2 separate regions of the Arabidopsis thaliana genome follow, and region 2 is linked to region 1. Evidence: chromatin contacts called from public capture Hi-C data. All regions are on one chromosome and are shown on one strand. Each heading gives the region's core, a stretch centred on a gene start, on an enhancer-like site or on the middle of the called end of the contact. The rest is flanking DNA. Distances are from core to core; before and after follow the strand shown. Region 1 holds the start of PSAD-1 (photosystem I subunit D-1). Region 2 holds the start of AT4G03090 (sequence-specific DNA binding transcription factor ATNDX).

The links. Capture Hi-C pulls out chosen DNA fragments and counts their contacts.
Region 2: a capture Hi-C map of root shows a contact between it and region 1, with 2.4 times the contacts expected there. The contact joins the promoter of AT4G03090 here to the promoter of PSAD-1 in region 1. A contact is called at or near these places in 1 of 26 Hi-C or Micro-C datasets (root) and 1 of 3 other capture datasets (root).

Annotation. Positions count from the first base shown.
Region 1 is chr4:1,228,578-1,232,532 of TAIR10.1, reverse strand. PSAD-1 (photosystem I subunit D-1) reads left to right here and starts at 2,369. Exons shown (of 1, transcript NM_116511.4): 1 at 2,369-3,502. The coding sequence starts at 2,660. The coding sequence ends at 3,286. AT4G02760 (RNI-like superfamily protein) reads left to right here and starts at 3,519. Exons shown (of 15, transcript NM_001340403.1): 1 at 3,519-3,870.
Region 2 is chr4:1,369,216-1,373,328 of TAIR10.1, reverse strand. It overlaps AT4G03090 (sequence-specific DNA binding transcription factor ATNDX), which reads left to right and starts at 1,772. Exons shown (of 16, transcript NM_001340421.1): 1 at 1,772-1,853; 2 at 2,410-2,535; 3 at 2,616-2,771; 4 at 2,876-2,959; 5 at 3,042-3,170; 6 at 3,315-3,533; 7 at 3,653-3,784; 8 at 3,861-3,953. The coding sequence starts at 1,809.

The sequences.
Region 1 (3,955 bases), core at 1,120-3,619:
CAAATCAATTCTTTTAAACCTCTTTGTATGCATCACCATATTCCTGAAACCGGAGTGTTACAACAAATTTGCGGTCACACCATTGAAATATCATGCACTCATGCATACCCCAATTTTTTTTGTTTTTTGAAACAGTTTGGTGCATTAATCTAAAGGTAGCAAATAGTACAAGCCTATGTCCTAGATATCATAGAGTAGTTTTTTATAAAAGTACATGATAGTAGGTGATTACATTGAAGTAAGCAATCAACAAGAGAAGGGAAGAGGAGTATGTGTAGATTTAAAGCTTTTTTTTGCCTCGTCCACGGTCCACCTCTTCCTCGTCGCCCTTTGTTACCACGACTGCCTTGGACAGTAGTAAAATGCATGCCTTGGACAGTAGTAAAATGCATGCCTCGAAGAGTTCTCTGGATTGACACTCTTATACCATTTTACATATTCGTAGCCTTGAGTATTAAGTTGACGATCCAAGTGTTATTGTCTTGTAGAAATGAAGCACGTCTTGTAGTTGTCTTTAAACGTAAACCAAAATATGAGTTTCGGGACCACGTTGATTGTTTTGAGCATTGCTTAGAATCGTGTTTGAAGAATAATCACCACATTAACCTATTCTAACTCAATACATCCACCTTTAGGTGTTGGATCCAAAAGTCACTAAGTTTTGGTCAAGACTTCTAATGCCTTCAAAACGCTTTCTAAGGGACACATAAGAGAAGATAGTTACTGCTAGAACTTTTTTTTTTTGAAAAACCATAAGTTCCCGCCAATACCGTTTTAGGACTTCAAACATTCAAGGGTAGGCTGATTTTATAGCCATAAACTAAATGCATTCTCAGCTTTTCCCCCCACACTTTTTGCCTCTTAAATTTCCACCATAAACTTTGATAATTCTTTAAATTACAACATGTACTTTTGGATTCATCCTTAAACATACATTTCCAATTGAATCGGTCATTAAACCGGAATTAACCACAAATTCGCGTTTACTGTACCGCGATTGCGATTTACCCGATTAATCACCTATATCCGTTAAGAAAAGGGTTGACTGATTTTATAGCCATAAACTAATTGCATTCTCAGCTTTCTCCCCCACACTTTTTATTCCTGAAATTTCTACCATAAACTTTGATAATTCTTAAAATTGCAACATGTACTTTCAGATTCATCCTTAAAAATATGATTCCAATTGAACCGGTCATTAAATCGAGATTAACCACAAATCCGCGTTTATTATACCGCTATTGTGATTTACCCGACTAATCCCACTCACACAAAAAAGCAATCTATGTGATCAATGAGAGTAGTTCTAGTTCTTTATTGATTTAGATTGTCATTGGAACAATCTTCAACCTTTTTTGTCTATCTTGGATGATGTATTTTCGGAAAATGATTCTCTTTAAGATGATATTATTTAGGTTGACTGATTGATTTGGAGTCTTATCTATCCTTATGATTAGGAGTTTTATCTAGTTCGATTTGTCATTTTCCTTACCAATTAACACAACACATAACATATATAGATAGATTCACATTATAAAACAAAGACAAAACGACGTCGTTTCTTAACGGGTGTGGGATTAGTTGGGTAAATCACAATCGCGGTACAGTAAACGCGGATTTGTGGTTAATCTCGGTTTAATGACCGGTTCAATTGGAAACATATTTTTAAGGATGAATCTGAAAGTACATGTTGCAATTTTAAGAATTATCGAAGTTTATGGTGGAAATTTCAGGAGCAAAAAGTGTGGGGGGAAAAGCAGAGAATGCAATTAGTTTATGGCTATAAAATCAGCCAACCCTTTTCTTAACGGATATAAGTGATTAATCGGGTAAATCGCAATCGCGGTACAGTAAACGCGAATTTGTGGTTAATTCCGGTTTAATGACCGGTTCAATTGGAAATGTATGTTTAAGGATGAATCCGAAAGTACATGTTGTAATTTAAAGAATTATCAAAGTTTATGGTGGAAATTTAAGAAACAAAAAGTGTTGAGGAAAAGCTGAAAATGCAATTAGTTTATGGCTATAAAATCAGCCAACCCAACATTCAAACAACTCAATCTTAATCGTTCATCACCATTAATTTCTTCTAAAGTCAATAAGGTTGTCTAAGGGGATGAGCGTGTAAAACCGAAAAAACATAACTAGAATAAGTAAATAATCCAGGTCATACAGTAGATTTGGGATGATAAGTAGTAACCTCGGACGATTAGCTAGAATTCTGGGAAACCATCTATGAGCGGTACCCAATTGAACAAGGCCTATGTAGTAAGATTCTAGAAAAAGCTAATTTTGATTCAGGCCCAAGTTTCAATCTTCTAAGCTCAAAGCCCAACACATATAGATGATCAATCCAAATGATTTGGTCCTCTAATGGTCAATGATGTTCTAGATTATCAGGCCTTAATTTGAATTGATATTGAAAAAGAAAAAGAAAAAAAGAAAAGAAAGAATCAGAACAAAGGAGGCAAAACGACGTCAGATAATATCAGAATAAGATGGGTAAGAGAAAAATCTAATGGTTGAATCCTATTGGTTACCTTATCCACTTAATCCAACAAACTCTAGCTTCTCATTTCGCAATATTATCTCTTTTCTCTTCTCATCAAAACATACCAATAAGCAATTTGCTCATTAGAGAACAGAGAAAAAAAAAACAATGGCAACTCAAGCCGCCGGGATCTTCAACTCCGCCATAACAACCGCCGCAACCTCCGGCGTCAAGAAACTCCACTTTTTCTCAACAACCCACCGTCCCAAATCCCTCTCCTTCACCAAAACCGCAATCCGCGCCGAGAAAACAGATTCCTCCGCCGCCGCTGCTGCAGCCCCCGCCACGAAAGAAGCTCCCGTGGGATTCACGCCACCGCAGCTAGACCCAAACACACCGTCTCCGATCTTCGCTGGAAGCACCGGTGGTCTTCTACGTAAAGCGCAAGTGGAAGAGTTCTACGTTATCACGTGGAACTCACCGAAAGAACAGATCTTTGAGATGCCGACAGGAGGAGCAGCGATCATGAGAGAAGGTCCGAATCTTCTGAAGCTAGCGAGGAAAGAGCAGTGTTTAGCTTTGGGGACAAGGCTTAGATCCAAGTACAAGATCACTTACCAGTTTTACAGAGTGTTTCCTAACGGTGAGGTTCAATATCTTCATCCTAAAGATGGTGTTTATCCAGAGAAGGCGAATCCAGGAAGAGAAGGTGTTGGTCTCAACATGAGATCTATTGGGAAAAATGTTAGTCCCATTGAAGTTAAGTTTACTGGCAAACAAAGTTATGATTTGTAAGATCTGTAAACTAAAAAAACCAAAAACTATGTGCATGTGGTGATGATTATGACTATGTTTCATGTTAATTTTTAATGGATTTTGTTTTGATAATTTGTTGTTCCATTTGGTTTAATGGATCTTTTATGGGCCTAAACTATAACGTAATTTTGGAAGGCATATGTTGGGCTTTAATGGGCCGGTTGAGTAGAAAAAGGAAAGTTAAAATCATTATCGTAGCCCAACGGTTCAATTTCAAACGGTCGGGTTTAAAGGATTCGGATCTTATATTCGCCGATCGTCTCTGCCTCTTTCGCAGAAGCACACTTGATCGAACGATGGCCACGAAAGAGGACTGACAGTTTCGTTTCCCAGTCTCCGATCCAAAACCATAGTGAGGTTCCGATTGTTCTTGTAATTAACGTTTATTACATCGCCCTGATTATCTGAGTGTTCCTTCACGCGACGGAGATAATTCAACTCAGGATCGTCTTATTGGTTGATCGTATCCACTAATTCGGCTCACGTCTTCTCGATTTTGGCAACGGTGCTGTGGAATCGCGTTACCGTTCAAAATTTCCATTTCGGCTGATCTCATTATGAATGTAAGCTACTTATACACTCTCACAATTGGATTTGGTAAAGCATGATCGAAGCGTAAAATAGAGATTTTCCAAAACAAAAAACGAA
Region 2 (4,113 bases), core at 523-3,022, 140 kb before region 1:
ACAATAGAAGACACGTGGCTTTGGATAGAGACAAAAGATAATACATTTCTTCTTCCATGTTGGTTTCTCTGATGGGCTTTAGTTGGGCCTAATATATTTCTGTAGCTTTTGTGTTATAGGGCATTCTATAGCCCAATGTAATATTTATCTTGCTCAATAAAATTATCCCTCTTGTGAAAAAAATAAAAAAAATTCACTTTTTAGATTATTTGTGATCTATCATTAAAGTTAGTATACAGATATTTTCATTTCATTTTAAAAAATATTTTCAGTTTTTATTTTGTTAAACATATTTGAAATTTTTATTCACAACTAAAACTAAGAAAGTTTTTTTTTTTTGTTGATACTAATTCTTTTTATTATTATACTAATAAACTTATTTTTCTTTTTCATATAAAATAATAATAATAAACCAAAATATTTGTTTTTTGTAATGTATTATTGGGACAAAATTTCATTTGCAATGTAAAGACCAATTAGATCACAGTACGTGTGTATATTTGTTTTTCCTTTTTTACCCTTTATGAGCATAGTTAACCAAATTTTGTTATTAACAAACCGGTTTAGCATACATAAAAAAAAGTTTAAGTCCTCCGCCGCTAGGGTTCTTGTGCGATGAAGCCGTCTCCGAGAAATTTGTTACATGTGCGTCAATTTCTTTTCAGTTTAGATTGAACTAAACCTATTTTACTTTATTAGATCTAGGGATACGAAAGATATGGTTTTGATTTTTAACGATTTTATCATTTTCTTCCATGTTCGGTTTCTCTGATGGGCTTTAGTTGGGCATAATATATTTCTGTAGCTTTTGTGTTATGGGGCATTCCATAGCCCAATGTAATATTTATCTTGCTCAATTAAATTATCCCTCTTGTGAAAAGAAAAAAAAAATTCACTTTTTAAATTATTTGTGATCTATCATTAAGGTTAGTATACAGATATTTTCATTTCATTTTAAAAAATATTTTCAGTTTTTATTTTGTTAAACATATTTGAAATTTTTATTCACAACAAAAACTAAGAAAGTTTTTTTTTTTTGTTGATACTAATTCTTTTTATTATTATAATAATAAAATTATTTTTCTTTTTCATATAAAATAATAACAATAAACCAAAATTTTATTTTTTTTGTAATGTATTGTTGGGATAAATTTCATTTGCAATGTAAAGACCAATTAGATTACGATACGTGTGTATATTTGTTTTTTCCTTTTTTACCTTTAATGAGCATAGTTAACCAAATTTTGTTATTAACAAACCGGTTTAGCATACATAAAAAGGTGAAGTCCTCCGCCGCTAGGGTTCTTGTGCGATGAAGCCGTCTCCGAGAAATTTGTTACAGGTGCGTCAATTTCTTTTCAGTTTAGATTGAACTACAACTATTTTACTCTATTAGATCTACGGATACGAAATATATGTTTTTGATTTTTAACGATTTTATCATTTTCTTACATCAATAGTGGAAAAATGAGTCAGACGTTAAGAATTTTTCCGTCGCAAACTTTTCTTCGAAATTCAAATCATGTGATGGAAAACATATCTTTAGATTATCAAAGCTACATATATTTGTCATGGATCTCAAATTTAAATCACTAAATTACAATAGATTTTCAAATTTATGTGGTTGTTAATCAGCTGTGGAAGTTTATTAAGTGTTCTAATCAGAACTATAATGGTTGAAATTGGTATGCAATATCTATTATTCATACTTTTGTTTCTAGATCCCATCTAACAAGAAACAATCTATTGATCGAAGTAAAACTCGATCGATGTCTAGATCGGATAAAGAAGCCTCATCATCAAACTATATGTCTGAAACAATTACGCCATCAACGTCAAAACATATATCTGAAGTAAGTATTTTCTTCTAAATGCTCAATGGTTTACTATTTTGATAGTTCTAGTTGATCAATTGGTGAAATAAATCTTCATGAGTTTTAAAGTGACTGTTCGTTTTGCTGTACTCAATTTGGGCTTTAAAAAAAGAAGTAAAAGCTATGTTGGGCTTTAATTAAACGATTTAGACCCAAAGAAAAGAGGTCACGTGTACTCTCACGTGATTGTCTTCATCGTTTCAACAACATTTGGAAATAAAATGTTAGGGTTTGAAATTGGTCGCTGGAATCAAATAATCCGATAAGCCATAGCTGAGTTTTCCCTTCTACTACAAAGAGCGAGGCTCAGTGTCAATATATTTAGAAATTAACCTCATTCTTTTTACTCATTTACCGTTATGCCACCATACCCTGAAGTAGATTTCACTGCTTTTGATTTTCGTATCTTCTTCTCTGTCACATAACCTAACACTATAACTCACGGCGAGACAAAATTCTAGTCGCTCTTCATTCACCGGAAACTAGATTCAGTCACTGTTGCATATTAGTGACAGTCATGGTTCGATTGTTGCAGCCTAAACACATGGTACAAGCTGTGAACGCTTTGCATTGGCGAAACTCTGTGGAATTTCATAAGCTGCTTAAAGATAATGGAGATTTCTCTATTTGCTTTAACTCTGAGCAAGTGTTACCACAAAAGGTGCATTTTTAAACTTGATTTGCTTTTTCAGTTTTTTGCTATTCATTTGTAGTAAGTACTGATGTTTAGGTTTCTTTCAGATTAGTGTTGAGAAGATGGTGAAAATGTTACCTCGGCACCTCATTGCGGTGGTTATGACTCCTAATAAAGATGGAAAGTCTCGTTATATACTGTGTGGGATCAGACTGTTGCAGACGTTGTGTGACTTAACACCTCGTAATGCTAAACTCGAGCAGGTTGTTCCATCTTCATATGTGGTTTTGAGCTTTTAAAGAATTGGACTTTATGCCTCCATGGAACATAATGTTTGATTCTTTTTTTTGTTTGCATATTGTGATAGGTCTTGCTTGACGATGTGAAATTATCAGCACAGATGATTGATCTGGTGATCCTTGTGATAATAGCTCTTGGCCGTAACAGAAAGGTTCTTTTCTGTAGAATCCTTTTTTTGTCTCTTCCTGTTTCTTTTTAGAGCTGTATAATTCATGTCCGTTGCTTGTTTCCAGGAAAGCTGTAATTCGAATAAAGAATCGTTACTAGAGGCTACATTGGTGGCTTCTTGTCTCCACCTGTTTCACGGGTTTATCTCTCCTAACTCCCAAGATCTTGTTCTCGTCTTGCTTGCACACCCAAGGGTATGAAACTATGACCTTATCATAATGTGTTTGAAATGCCAATGTGAGGAAAATATATTAAGAAAATTACGCTTATGCTTTGGGATCTGGGTTTCTGCTGCCTTGGGATTAGTTTGATCTGATTCTTTTTTTTTTTTCATCTAGGTTGATGTGTTTATAGACAGTGCTTTTGGAGCTGTTCTCAATGTTGTGATATCTTTGAAAGCGAAGTTGCTGTATAGACAAACTGACTCCCCAAAAAAGTTAGGCGCAAGTTCTGTAGAGGAGGTTAACTTCCACTGCCAACAAGCTGAAGCTGCTTTGCAGTTCCTTCATTCTCTATGCCAACACAAACCCTTTAGAGAACGTGTCGCTAAAAACAAGGTTTCTCTATTGCTTGGTGTTTGTACATTAATCACGAGTTGTTAATAATTTGTTTTGCTTAATTGATGATTTTATGGAGGACGAATCTCAGAATTATGTTTTCTGGTATTTTCTCTCAGGAGCTATGTGGAAAAGGTGGCGTTCTTAGGCTAGCTCAATCCATACTATCACTAACTATTACACCTGAATTTGTTGGAGCAACCGTAACTATAGCTTCCACATCTAGAATGAAAGCAAAAGTTCTTTCAATTGTAAGTCTATTGAAATTTAGCAATTTTTTTCTCTATTTACTATCTGCAACTCATACCAAAGTTCATGTGCCTGCAGTTGCAGCATCTGTTTGAAGCGGAAAGTGTCTCATTCCTTGACGAGGTTGCAAATGCAGGAAACTTGCATTTAGCCAAAACTGTTGCCTCAGAGGTTAGTCCTAATTAGGGTCTCTGCTCTAAAATCGATAGGACGTTTTCCTTCTTGATTCGAAAGGTTTACCACTGAGTGACGCTTCTATTTATAAAGATTCCATACAAATTGACAATCTTATTTGTTTTGATACGTTGTAACTAGTCATAGAACAAACCTC